Regions from separate parts of the Hordeum vulgare genome. Here region 2 is linked to region 1. Evidence: chromatin contacts called from public Hi-C data. All regions are on one chromosome and are shown on one strand. The core of a region is the stretch at or near the end of the contact, and the rest is flanking DNA. Distances in the headings are between cores, read along the strand shown. Region 1 holds the start of LOC123442278 (SNF2 domain-containing protein CLASSY 3-like). Region 2 holds the start of LOC123442302 (cyclin-dependent kinase D-1).

Evidence for each region. Hi-C and Micro-C count contacts between places; a contact is called where the count stands out from the background.
Region 2: a Hi-C map of leaf shows a contact between it and region 1, with 3 times the contacts expected there. The contact joins the promoter of LOC123442302 here to the promoter of LOC123442278 in region 1. A contact is called at or near these places in 3 of 6 Hi-C or Micro-C datasets (leaf and seedling) and 1 of 1 datasets of contacts at active chromatin or transcription factors (embryo).

The regions. Positions count from the first base shown.
Region 1 is chr1H:423,600,770-423,608,354 of MorexV3_pseudomolecules_assembly, reverse strand. LOC123442278 (SNF2 domain-containing protein CLASSY 3-like) reads left to right here and starts at 2,367. Exons shown (of 5, transcript XR_006630462.1): 1 at 2,367-4,614; 2 at 5,531-5,686; 3 at 5,775-7,585.
Region 2 is chr1H:423,837,335-423,844,546 of MorexV3_pseudomolecules_assembly, reverse strand. LOC123442302 (cyclin-dependent kinase D-1) reads left to right here and starts at 3,611. Exons shown (of 7, transcript XM_045118323.1): 1 at 3,611-3,957; 2 at 4,447-4,745; 3 at 4,817-4,925; 4 at 5,941-6,066. The coding sequence starts at 3,838.

The DNA.
Region 1 (7,585 bases), core at 1,118-3,617:
TAGAAGTAATGAAGATGATTCAAGGGGGAGATGCCAATAGATCTAAATATGTCTTTTTAATAAAGGAGATCAAAGATAGTTTGATCGAGCGTAATTCTTGTATTACTCATATTGCCCGTAGCAAAAACAATGCTAGTCACTTCCTGGCAAGTTTTGGACGATCACAATGCCAAACTGTTGTGTGGCTTGGTTTGGATCCGGATGCACTCCTTGGCATTGCGAGTCGTGATTGCAATCTTCGAGTGTTGAATAATACAAGTATTATCTCGCAAAAAAAGTAGTGTTTGTTCATTGTGTGTCCCCTTGATGCTTTATTTCGAACTAATAAAAATCATCTTATATAAAAAACACCTTGGAATAATGATTACGCACTTGTCCACTAAAAATAGGATCGGGCATTTTTAACTTGATTTGGTATTATGGATGTTAATATATTTTTATGTATTTGGTTAAAGTTTATAAAGTTTGACTTAAGACAAAGCTAATAGTCACAGTTTAGAAGACACAGTTAAATTTACGTGCATTTCTATAATAGATAAGGTATAGGGTGCATTGCATTTACTCCTAGCAGCTAATTAGTACTATGTTGTACTACTTCTATATGTATGTGTAATGTGAATGCTAGTTCTTAATCCATCTCACATTCAATCAATAACCACCTAGGTTATAGAGAATTTTCAATCACACGTTCTAAACCGTGAGGATTTAAAAATGCGTGAAGTAAATAAAATTGAAGCGAGTAGTAGTACGGATCATGGTTAATAGTATAGCCAGCTGCTGGCTATAAGGCTTTGCGATATCATCCATAACCCATTTTATAGCTAATATGTACAATGCTCCCTCCGTTCCTAAGGCCCTGGTTGGAACCACTCAGATTATATAATCCAGTTTTTATAATCTATTTTGTCTTCACACATGACAGATTATGGTGTAGATTATAAAAACTAGATAGACAGATTATTAAAAACTCATAATCTACTCTACCCCAGCTAAAATCAGATTATAAATTGCTAGTGACCCATTACCCTTGTAAAGTTGGATTTAATTACATTCCTACCACCGCCACCCTCCTCTTTAAAAAAAACAGAGGGCAGGCAAGCCATTATGCAATGTAAACCTGGATTACAGTTTATATAATCTGGCGTCCAAACATGTTCACCTCGATTATTTTTATAAACCAGATTATAATCTATCTTCATAATGCAGATTATCATAATCTATTGTGGTTCCAAACAGGGCCTAAATATAAGGTGTATTAGTTTTTCAAAAAGTCGACCGTTGTCTATGTTTGACCAACGTTATAGAAAAATATATAAATATTTACATTACCTAATATATATAATATAAAAGTATATTTCAGGGTGAATCTAGTGATAATGACTTCGTATACTAGATATTGATATTTCTGTGATAAAGTTTGAGAAGTTTGATTTTTTGAAAAAATAACACACGGAGGGAGTAATTGGTTAGAAATACTATTTTTTTATTATAAGGTTCATCTTTCATTCTTACAAAGTGTCTGAAAACACAGGCTAAAATTGACTCCTAACTAAGAATCCGGTTACTCAACTCTAATTGTGTTCGCTGTAAAACGCACAGTGGTTTTGGCCTTTACGCACCAATCCACTGCGAAATCATCGCGCTGGCCGTGTGCAGTAGATTAAATGCGCGCGGCCGTTAAGGATAGCCGGTAAAAGAGCGGCATGAATATAGCCAGCTCGAAAGTGAGCAGTAAATACATACAGGGCCAAATGGAAGCCCCGCAGTGGCCAGTGGTAACGGCTTTCACGCGTCCGTCGCTTCCGAAAGCGGCCGAAAGGCTGAGTGAGGGGGACGAGTGACGGTGGCACGGAACCCACGGCGGGATTCCCCTCTCTCCAGAGAGAGGAAAAGCCCGGAAAAGTGGCGACGACAAGGACGCACGCACGCGGCTGCAGGCCGGTTGCCGCACCCGATCCAGCCTCCTCGGACTCCGGCCCCGGCCCCGGCCGCCGTTTCGCGGGCTTTTCTTCTCTCCCCTCGTGGACCAGGGCCACCAAACCCCTCGCCCTGGCCCGCAAGTCAGCCGCGCTGGGCGTCGACATAAACCCCCCCCACCCCCACCCTCCGCCCGCTAACCGCGAGAGCGTCAGGTAGTAGTAGGACTAGTAGTACTACTACTACTACCATGCGTCTGCTGACTCCTCCCCCCACCTGACCTGACGACTCTCGCCTCCGCCGTTCCGGAAACAGACTCGCTCTCCCTTCCACGCCCCGCCCCGCATGGATCGCTCCGCTCGCCGCCGCGCCCGCGGCGGCGGAGGATCCCCGCCGGCGCCCTCCACGCGCGCGCGCCGCCGCGGCGCCGCCGAGGCGATCGTCATCGACCTCGATGCCGCCGACGACGGGGCGGCACCTGCGGCTGCTGCTGCCGCCGCTAGCAGGCGCTCCTCCTCCTCTTCGGCGGCGACGACGCCGGTGCCGCTGGTTGGGTCGGTGGCGACGCGGACCCGATCGAGGAGGCTGACGATGCAGCCGCCGGCGCCGGAGGAGGCGCCCAGGGCCAAGAGGAGGAGGAAGGGGACGACGGGCGCGGATGCCGACGGAGGCGGTGGGAGCAAGGGCGCCCGGCCTTCCAAGTCGGAAACGAGACCGAATCGTCGTGGGCGGCCCCCGCGCGCCTCGGGGAAGAGCAAGGAGGCAGAGGCGGAGGCGGAGGCGGATGCGCCCGCCTGTGGAGACTGGGTGGAGGTGCCTCGGTGTGACGGCGGTGGGCGGCGAGGTGATGATGCTTCCGGCGATGATAATGGCGAATCTCGCGCCGACGAGGCATGCGGCATTGGCCAGGGGAGCCACGAGCATCGCAGCGCCGCTAGTGGGGATCGAATCAATGAGCATCGTAGGAGTGGGGCGGTCAATGGTTCGAATTCCAGTCATCGTGGGAGTGAGGCGGTATCAGGCGATGCAGACAGAGGTCGGCTGGGTGCTGGTTTTCATGGGGACGAGGAGCATATGAACCAACAGGATACAGTGGACTGTGGAAACAGGGAGCTGCCGTCCGAGGGGGATGCCATGGGTGGGGAGGTCGCAGCATCTGAAGATGACTATGAAGATGACTATGACGACGAGATGTTGGAGGAAAGACTGGTTGCAGATCTGATCCGTACTTACAGTAATGGTGATAATTTGGAGGCAAGTAATGGTGCTTACGGTAATGGTGGTGATTTGGAGGAATCCGAGGATGAGATGGGATTCACTGATGATGGTGATGATGACGATTTTATGCATGATGCAGATGAATGTGGCATGTCTGAACCAATCAACGACGATGCTAAGGCGCCAATCAACGATGATGCTAAGGCGGGAGCGCAGGATCCGGTGGATCACAAGGTTGTTGCTGGTGAGGTTAGGTGCCATGAGGAGGACAAAGAAGAAGATGTTATCAAGGATGAGGTGGAGACAAAGCAAGAAGGAGCGACGGGCTTTAGTCAAGGGAAATCGCATATAGAAATTCTTGATTCCGACGAGGAAGTAAAAGTGCTCAATGATGCCAGTAAGGCCTCGAAGAGGAAACCGTTGCTGCGAAAAAAGGAACCTGTCGTGCCATGTGTTGCATGGAGGACTCGGTCATTATGGGGGCTTAAGCAAGATAGGATGTCGTACAATGCGTATTTTGAGGAGTTGTCCGATGAGCCAGAAGAGGAGGATGATTCAGAAGTGGAACTGGACGACGAGGATGGTGACAGTGACGACGATGACAATAGTGCCAGTCATGATTCAGAAGTGGAACTGGAAGAAGAGGAAGCAAAAATGAAAGCGAAAGAGGAAGAAGAGGCCGAAATGAGAAAACGCAAGAAAGAAATGGCCTCATCTTCGGTAAAAGTAAGGGCAGGGCATTTGCCTCTTTATATGAATAATAATAGAGGGAAGAGAATACAAAAAGCAACCCCAAACAGGTGCAACAACTCAAAGCCAGGGAGGAGGATACAAACCCACCACAGAACTGACTCATCTGATGATGAGATAGGTGATCATACTGTAGCAGATGGTTTCAAGTGGGAGGTTCACAAAAAACCAGGGATTCAACCACTGAACTTTGATAAAGATGGCAGCGAGGGTCCAGTGGGCAATGACATTACGCAGCATCAGAAGCAGTCATATTTTACTTGGGATCTTGAGAGGAGGAAAAGGCTGAAGCTTGAAACGACGACTAAGGAACGTCAATTGTTTGAGCGGCATTTGGATTCGGATTCTAGCCCATCCAGTTCGGATCAGAACAAAAGGCATGGTGATGATAGCAAAATTGGGAGGGAAAAGAAGCATTTGTCATCAAAATCTGGAAAATCTGCCAAGAAATCCAGTCGTTTAGGTGCAAAAACGCTAAAGCGGCAGTCACTTCTGAAGCTTCTGATGGATAAAATGTGTAGTGATAAAGATGGAGGATTCTCTCCTTTTGAGCAGCATCCTCAGTTCGACTATAATTTCAAGGATCCTCATCCATTGGTATTCTCATTTGGCACTGAAACTTCTACACCAGCTGACATACCAGAGCAAAGTGCCAAAGAAAATATGCTATGGGGTGACTTTGACTTTGCTTTAGAATCAGAGAATATTGGAACCTACTATGATGACGAGGTACGTTTGTATTGCAGCATGACAATTGTCTCTGACCTTGCAGATGCATGACTGTTATTCTTCTGTTTTCCTCCGTGTTGTTGATTTGATTATGGTAACCAATCCCTTATTTTTTTAAAGTAGGTGTTCAATTTTAAAATTTCTGCAGTTGTTTAACTAGACCTGGCTATAAGCTAATAACTGCACAGACTGAGCTGTATCGAGATGATATCCAATCTGAATATATAACATGATTAACTTCTGAAGACTCAGACTAGACCAGTTTAAGGAACATGGAGCTTATGATTCACGCTGATCAAGAAAAAAGAAGGGATTTCACCTAATGTGACGCTGACCCATCGCAGCTTCATCCCTGTATCCTCAGATAAAAGAACAGGACTAGTTTCATAATTTCAATGTTTACCAATATTTTAAGGGAACACGCTTTGAGAGTGATTATCTCTGCTTGGCATGATCAGCTAATGTTGACACAGACCATACTTTATGCTACTAACTGGTGGCGGAGCTTCCCTAGGGCCAAAGGGGGCCATCGCCTCCCTACTCTAGAAAATCCATCATGTGTATACACTTAATGTTGGGCTTAAGTATCAAATATTAGTCAAAATTGAAGCATAATTTGCATTCTTTACCCCCTCAACACTGCTTAGCCCCTTCAACAATCTCTGTCAAGATCCGCCACTGCTACTATAACAGATGTACCTCTGACCATTTGTTCCTTTTCCGTAGAAACTAAAGATTACTTAATGCTATCTGTGTATTACACTAGAAATGTTACATCTAGGAGAATCTGGCCAACTTCAATTATATAATGCACCATATTACTCCTCCTAGAATTTCTACTTGTCGCATGCTTATATTTACATCATCATCTTGTTGAGACAACTGGTTGAAATGATTAGCCTGTATTATATTGCAGCACCAAGGAGAGAGCAATGTGCTAGATCTTGGACTACCTTCTAAAACACCTTGTTCTAGAGGGAAGCATGAATTTATTATTGACGACCAAATAGGTATCAGATGCAAATACTGCTCCTTGGTAAATCTGGAAATCAGATTTGTTTTACCGTCAATGGTGAGCCATATTTTTTTTCCCTCGAAATATTAGCTCACTCCACAATACAAAGGTAAGTTTCATCAGTTAACTCATTCTTTCATTTCAGGTCTCAAATTACGCAGAAAAAACTCCTTGGCGAAATGGATCTTATTTGAAGGAAGCGTTGATGTATCATGATCTTTGTGAACAAGCTGGAAGTGTTGACGGGCAATCTCAAGATCTCCATCTATACGGAACAGTATGGGATCTCATCCCTGGTGTCATTACTAGTATGTATCAGCATCAACGCGAAGCATTTGAATTTATGTGGACAAATCTAGTCGGTGATATTAGGCTTGATGAGCTGAAGCATGGAGCTAAACCTGATGTTGTTGGAGGATGTGTGATCTGTCATGCCCCAGGGACAGGAAAGACACGTTTAGCTATTGTTTTTATCCAGACATATATGAAGGTATTTCCAGACTGCCGGCCAGTGATTATTGCACCTCGCGGGATGCTGTTTGCTTGGGAAGAGGAGTTCAAAAAATGGGACGTCAATGTTCCTTTCCATATAATGAACACTACAGATTATTCAGGGAAAGAAGACAGAGACATATGTAGGCTAATAAAGAAAGAGCATCGGACAGAGAAGTTGACGAGACTTGTAAAACTGCTTTCATGGAACAAGGGTCATGGTATTCTTGGAATAAGTTATGGTTTATATATGAAACTAACATCCGAAAAAAAATCTGGCTGCACTGAAGGGAGCAAAGTAAGAAGCATTCTTCTCGAGAACCCTGGTTTGCTTGTGCTAGATGAAGGACACACACCTAGGAACGAGCGCAGTATTATGTGGAAGACATTGGGAAAAGTTAAAACTGAGAAGCGCATAATTCTATCAGGAACTCCTTTCCAAAATAATTTTCTTGAGCTTTACAATATACTCTGTTTGGTAAGGCCCAGGTTTGGTGAAATGTTCTTGACAGAAAAAAAAGTGGGCAGAAGGCACTATGTCTCAAAGAAGCGACAGGATAAGTTTTCTGACAAATATGAAAAAGGAGTATGGGCTTCATTAACTAGTAATGTAACTGATGATAATGCAGAGAAAGTTAGATCAATACTGAAGCCATTTGTTCATATCCATAATGGCACCATTCTTCGAACTCTTCCAGGGCTCAGAGAGAGTGTGATTGTTCTGAAACCTCCTCCCCTTCAGAAGAGTATCATTAGAAAGGTGGAAAATATTGGGTCTGGTAATAATTTTGAACATGAATATGTTATTTCCTTAGCTTCTACACATCCTTCTCTTGTAACTGCCATCAACATGTCTGAAGAGGAAGCTTCACTCATTGATAAACCTATGCTTGAGAGATTAAGGCCAAATCCCTACGAAGGGGTTAAAACAAGATTTGTAATTGAAGTCGTTCGTTTGTGTGAAGCACTGAAAGAAAAGGTATTGATCTTTAGTCAGTTTATTCAGCCATTAGAATTGATAAAAGAACACCTTTGCAAGCTTTTCAAATGGAGAGTAGGGAAAGAGATTCTCCAAATGGATGGGAAGATCCAACCACGATATCGTCAGACTTCAATTGAAGTTTTCAACAATCCAGATAGTGATGCGAAGGTGTTACTTGCATCTACAAGAGCTTGCTGTGAAGGGATTAGCCTAACCGGAGCTTCAAGAGTTGTTCTTCTAGATGTGGTTTGGAATCCCGCTGTGGGAAGGCAAGCTATCAGTAGGGCATTTAGGATAGGACAGAAGAAATTTGTATATACATACAATTTAATAACTTATGGAACAGGTGAAGGTGACAAGTACGATAGGCAAGCAGAAAAGGACCATTTGTCCAAGTTGGTCTTCTCTCAAGAGGATGAGTTCAATAATGTCAGGAACATGCTATCAAAAGCTGAAATGGATCACTGTTCTAAGTTGATATC
Region 2 (7,212 bases), core at 2,362-4,861, 230 kb before region 1:
TCCAGGTCCCGCTATTGGATATTGACCGAGGAGTCTCTCGGGTCATGTCTACATAGTTCTCGAACCCGCAGGGTCTGCACACTTAAGGTTCGACGTTGTTTTATGCGTATTTGAGTTATATGGTTGGTTACCGAATGTTGTTCGGAGTCCCGGATGAGATCACAAACGTCACGGGGGTTTCCGGAATGGTCCGGAAACGAAGATTGATATATAGGATGACCTTATTTGATTACCGGAAGGTTTTCGGAGTTCCCGGGAATGTACCGGGAATGACGAATGGGTTCCGGGAGTTCACCGGGGGGGGGGGGGGGGCAACCCACCCTGGGGAAGCCCATAGGCCTTGAGGGTGGCACACCAGCCCTTAGTGGGCTGGTGGGACAGCCCAAGAGGGCCCTATGCGCCTAGAGAAGAAAATCAAGGAGAAAAGAAAAAAAGGAGGTGGGAAGGGAAGGAAGGACTCCCTCCCACCAAACCAAGTCCAACTCGGTTTGGGGGGGAACCTTCCCCCTTGGACTCGGCCGACCCCCTTGGGGCTCCTTGAGCCCCAAGGAAAGGTCCCCTCCCTCCCACCTATCTATACGGAGGTTTTAGGGCTGATTTGAGACGACTTTTCCACGGCAGCCCGACCACATACCTCCACGGTTTTTCCTCTAGATCGCGTTTCTGCGGAGCTCGGGCGGAGCCCTGCTGAGAAAAGGTCATCACCAACCTCCGGAGCGCCTTCACGCTGCCGGAGAACTCTTCTGCCTCTCCGTCTCTCTTGCTGGATCAAGAAGGCCGAGATCATCGTCGAGCTGTACGTGTGCTGAACGCGGAGGTGCCGTCCGTTCGGTACTAGATCGTGGGACTGATCGCGGGATTGTTCGCGGGGCGGATCGAGGGACGTGAGGACGTTCCACTACATCAACCGCGTTCACTAACGCTTCTGCTGTACGGTCTACAAGGGTACGTAGATCACTCATCCCCTCTCATAGATGGACATCACCATGATAGGTCTTCGTGCGCGTAGGAAATTTTTTGTTTCCCATGCGACGTTCCCCAACACGAGGCTGTTGTGACTATCTCATGTACTATCTCTTCATTCAACCACCTTGCTTTGAATCTCCTCTCCCCCTTTGCATGTTGTGAAAGCACGCCGGCAAAGTAGTTTGTGTCCAAAACTAGAGGACGGTGATCTGAGTGGGTATGGTGTTCGTGAACAAGGACTGCATATGGGAATTTTTCAGCCCACTTTTCGGTACAAAGAGCTCTATCAAGGCGTTCCTTTATCACTCCTCGACTCCATGTAAAATCGTCCCCGATATACATAATTTCCTGCAAACCACATTCCTCTATACAATCTCTAAAGCTTTGCATGAAGTGTGAGGGCCTGATATTTCCCCCTTCCTTTTCACTAGCTACTAGTATCTCATTAAAATCTCCTATGATCATCCAAGGCCCCTACATGTTGCTATGCAATGTCCTCAAATAAGACCAGGATAGGTGTTTCAGGTCCCAGTTGAGTTCTCCATAGAATCCAGTCAAGCGCCAAGCCACATCGTTGCCATCCATCACAAAACCATAAATGAAATTAGGCGATGAGTAATTCAAAACCACTTCATTGGAGTTACTATAAAAGAGTACAAGCCCTCCAGACCGACCATCACTTTCTACGACATGCATGTGATCAAACCCTAACTTACTCCTAATTTCATTCTCCTTTATTTTGTTCAGATGCGATTCATACAAAAAAACCACATCCGCTTTCACACGCCCTTGCAAGTGCAAGAGCTCACGAACTGCCGTATGCGAAAGCATCCCACGACAATTCCATGCTAGGGTTTTCATTGATCCCGGCGAACCTCCGCTGAGGAGGCCGCCGATACAACATTGGAACTGTTTGCAATTGCTTCACCGTCTCCACCTTTCATCTTCTTCTTATTTTCATTTTCCCGCGGTGTCCCCATTAGCTCAATGCTCCCATTATTTCCCCCATCAATTTTTTCCACCTTATCCGCTGTATTACCCGTGGGAACAATCGCTCCAGCACCCACCAGCGGGAACCCTTCGCTGCTATGATTCGCGGTAGCTCCCAAATCCTCTGCATATCGTTTCCCTAGGACATTTGTATCCATCACCACCACAACCTGCCTTCTGGTCTCATCCAGGCTCAGATTTCCTGCATTCTCAGTCATCAGGGCTTCCTTATCAGCACATCCTGGTTCATGCGTGGTAGCTGGCTGATTGTAGGCAGTGTTATACCGCCATTTTGCAGAATCATGCATACCCCGTCCTCTGCCTCTTCCAAAAGCGCCTGCTTAGTCATCCTCATCATCACCATCCCCTCTACCATTGGAGGGGCCAAAAGGCCGGGAATCTCTCCCTCGACCACCATTACTACGACCTCCTCCTCTTCCCCGTCTCGGAGCAAGAAGGAAATCCGCCCACTCAAATTTGGTTACATCATGCTCTCTTGTGCCGCACTCCTCACACCAATGCCCCATCAACCCACAAGCATGGCAGAAGGTGGGTAGCTTTTCAAATTTCATCAAGTATTTCTATGTGTTCTCCACCCTTTGTGATGCCAACCACTCGTGTGAGTTTTTTGTTCACATCCAATTTGACTCTGACGCGAATAAATTCGCCTGCAAAGCCATTAGGAAGAGTAACCTGAACCTCTTGAACCTCACCGATCCGTTGAGCTAGATTCCCTAGTGCCCTCTCACTTTTAAGCACACCATTAGGTAGTTTATGAATTTGGCACCAAGTCTCGAGCTTATCTAGCTTAACTTTCTCTGGGTTAGTGAATCCATCATATTCTGCCAGGATCACAACATGGCCTTTGAAGTCCCACCGCCCCTGGTGTATAGCCTTTTTTCCAATCTCCAAAACAGTTAAACTGAACCGAGAAAAGGTTTGCATCAATCCTTCTCCAAACCACCTTGAGGGCGGGATTCCAAGCAGCCCTCATCTCTGCAATAAACGCACTATGGCTGTAGTTTTTCATTGTGAGTAAGCGCCCCAGGGCTAACCACTTGGGTTTAATATCCTCGGCTTCAAGTTCTTCCTCCCAGATCAGATCATCAACCTCGTCATCTTGCAGTGTCAGCCTCTCCAGCAGGTTGCTTGTCGCTCCTACCCCTGCATCCTGCTTCCCTAGGTTTTCCTGCGACTCCGACATGATCGGGCCGATTGTGATAGCCAAGATTGGATAAACCCCTAAAACCCTAGCTACAGTCGCCGCACCTCTTGGACCAGAAGGACCCCCCGGGGGATCCTTTGGGGGGGGGGGGGGAGAGGGTAGGGAGATGAGCGGATGGTAAGGGGGACTGAACAACGAAGCAGGCTTCGTCGGAGAAAACTCACGACTGCGCCGCTGTCGGAGGACTGGAAAACCCTAGTCGTCCGGGACTATGTTGGGCAAGCACGCCTTGTAGTTGCTTCTTTGAGAAAAAACTGATAGTACTTGGTTCTGCCCTAGGTCTTTGGTCGCGGTTCAAACGGTCCGAAACAACGAACGAACACTCAGCAGCGAGCTGGCCCAGCTCACGCAATCAACAAACGGGCGTGGAGGAGCGGTCCAAGGCCAAGAAACAAAAAGGCAAACCCATTTACAAACGGAGTCCGGAACAAACACCTAGGCCGAAATAAAGTGCGAAAACACGGAATTTTCTTTTCTTCCTTTCCTCTTCCCCCCCGGCGCCGAACGGCAGGGCCGCACCTCGCCGCCCCCTCCCCCACCCGCCGCCCCTTCCCCCACCCGCCGCCCCTCCCGCAGCGCCCACCCCGTGCTCCCCGGGATCCCCTCGCCTGCGCCGCCCCCTCCGGAGGGGAGGCTGGCGGTGGGCCCCGCCCCACATGGCGACCGGCGGCGGCGGCGACGACGCGGGCGAGAAGCGCGTCACGGACCGCTACCTGAAGCGCGAGGTCCTCGGAGAGGGCACGTACGGAGTCGTCTTCAAGGCCATCGACACCAAGGTCGGTCCTTCCCTCCCCCTACCCCCGCTCCTAAACCCTCGCGGCGCGCTGATCTGCGCCCGCCCCTCGAGAATTAGGCCATATGCGCCCTTGGTCCGTCCGTCTGCTTTGTGTTGGATATAGGTTGTCGAGCGATTGAGCTTAGGGTTTATTGCTTTTGGCCGCGGCTGCTCTGTGAATTGGCCTAGCTGGATGTTCTTGGCTCGGCGTGAATCGGCTAGGGTTGTTTCTCAGCGGAGGCTAGAGGAGAAGGCAATTCACCTTGCCTCCTTCACTGTCAGCGTTGATTTGGTGCTTAATAGTCTTGCATCTCTGTGATAGTAGGGCTAGGGGTCTGAGGTGTTAAAATTTCATTCCAGAGGTGTTCAGTATTCCCAAGTTAACTCTTTCAGCTCTCTGGGTTTGAGTCTGATAGGTTGCTTTCTGCTTTTGATGATACTTCAGTCCATTTAAGCTAATGATTATGAATGCCATGGCTTTTATTTTCAGACTGGGGAGACTGTTGCGATCAAGAGAATCCGCTTAGGGAAGTACAAGGAAGGTGTCAACTTCACTGCATTGAGGGAAATCAAGCTGCTTAAGGAGCTGAAAGATCCTAATATTATAGAGCTAATTGATGCTTTCCCTTACAAGGGAAACTTGCACCTTGTATTTGAATTTATGGAAACAGACCTGGAAGCAGTCATTCGTGACAGGAACATTGTATTATCTCCAGCGGACATAAAATCTTATATTCAGATGATGCTGAAAGGTCTAGCCTTTTGCCATAAGAAATGGGTGTTGCACAGGTACCTACTATCTGGCTATTTTTATTTTTGAGAAAACAACATTCGAGTCTTTAACAGAAGCTGTGCTGCAGGGATATGAAACCAAATAATCTACTTATCGGTGCTGAAGGACAGCTCAAGCTTGGTGACTTTGGTCTTGCACGCATATTCGGGAGCCCAGAACGGAACTTTACCCACCAGGTTCTTGTTGATATATCTATTTAAATATGCGTTCAGTTAATTGTGTCCCAGACTCTCAGAAATCCCAGAAACTGGTTATAGAAATAAAAATGTAATCTGACAACTTTCTTCAAGTGGTATTATTACTTCTTATGCTGTATATGCCTCTAGGCTGTCTGTATAATGCTGGTTGATGCTTCTAATTTTCTTCGTATCCATTAAGAACATGATACATGCTTGCCAGTATTTATCAATCGTACAATTATTCACAGTAACAATATTAAGTTGGAGTACCATAGCACTTTGGTAGGTAGATAAATTTGTCTGTGGATTATATCTCCTCGTGGTAGCAATTGCCTGTTAAGTTTAAAAGATAAAATATCTTAAACCAGCTTGAAGTATTCTTGGTGCTGCTGACTATTCTAGGATGGAAAAGCTTTCTGGAGAGAACAAACATATACAATATTTTACGCTATTCTGAGGATATTTGCTTCCTATATGAGGTTTTGGATTGCTATTTGTTAATTCGTTGGTGATGTCAACAACAATCTTCTTCTGGGTTTCATCTCCATAAGAGTGGCTGAGTTTTGACGTTAGCTCGCCAAGCCTATCACAACCCTCCTCCTTTACCCAGGCTTGGGACCGTCGATGTTGGTGATGTCAACATAGGCGTGATGTAATGATAATAAGTGCTAAAAAATATCGATTCAACAAGGATGCTTCCTTCAAACTCGCCGATGCTGATTAGAAAAAGGACGTTAACTATTGTAAATGTTTTATGCTTGCTGTGGATTTTTGTTCTTGCAAGTTACATTAGATCCTCTCAGCATAGAAGTTACATCATATCTGGAAGAGCTCTTAGTCCATCACTTTTATTCAGTATAAACATTAAACATCACCTAGGCAAGTACCATCTCTAAGCTTATTTCATAGTGTGGTTTACTGCAATATGATTAATTTGTACTTTATCTTCCGTTTGATTTACATGCTCCTGATGGGCACTTGAAACTTGACTGTTTTTTTTCACCACATTTAGGTCTTTGCACGATGGTATCGAGCGCCGGAGTTACTGTTTGGCACTAAGCAGTATGGATCTGCCGTTGATGTTTGGGCTGCTGGTTGTATTTTTGCCGAGTTGCTGCTTAGACGACCATTTCTCCAGGTTTAGCAGCCTCTCAGTTTTCTCAATATGGTCAATATATTTATAATTTTAATCTAGGTCTGGTTAAGATATGTTATCTGTGACTCTTGAATGTAACATGTGTATGGCTAAGTACACTGTTCATTGATGATGTGATAACTGCATGGGTGAAACAGTTTTTACGTCACAACTCAAAACATCGTTTTGAAAGCTCGACTGGACTGTAAGTATGACTGGGAAAAACTTGAAATTGGTCTGCTCCTGTGGGGTTCTTGTGTTATCCCAGAAAGACCACTTTGAATCCGCTAATGGATTAACTGGACAAACTGCTTTCATGTATGACTTTATTTAATGTGAAAAAAATGTATGACTTAATTTAATGTAAAAAAATGTATGACTTAATTTCTTTTTGGAGGATTCAAACATTTGACTGTAGATTGTGTGAACAGGGAGCTAATTGCTCCTAGCCACAGCGTGCAAGCATTTATGCCTGATGTGTTAAAATTTAAAAGATCTGAAATATAGCAGTTATAAATAAAGGTTCAAATGAAGTAAGCTCGGTTCGTATTTTGGTACCTGTTTTCTTGTTCACACAAATATGTACAACTTCACATTATTGTTATTTTGGTAATCAGTGGGGCTGGTTTACATATAAATCTTTCTCTTGGCTAGGTCAACGGCTAGGTTCCTGGGATATGGTTGTGGTTGGTACTAGGCCTGCTTTACCAGATTTAGTTATTCCCTTGAATTGTGCTTTCTTTTTTGCCTGGAATTGGTGAAAGCAAAACCTAAAATGAACATGTTGAGTTTGGTTTCTCAAGCTTGACAGAAAAAAATGCATCACTTCTCTTCTTCGCCTTCCCAGTCTCTTGTGTATAAATGATGCCTTGTTGTTGTAGCCAACGTTGGCTACGGAGGTTGTAGGGGGGGGGGGGGGATACTTGCTGGGCGCGAGGGTCGTCACCGTTTAAGCGCCGCGTGGTACAGTAGAATGGTATTGGGGAAAGACAGGAGAATTAGAGGGGTAGAAGAGAAGCATAGGTAGGAACTGGATATTTCATTGCTTGCTTCATTACAAGGGAGATACATCCTTGTATAGACACTTTGTGTCTGTTACTGTTCACTGATCAGCAGTGTTCAAGAAAGCGTTTTTTAAGTGACGCTTAA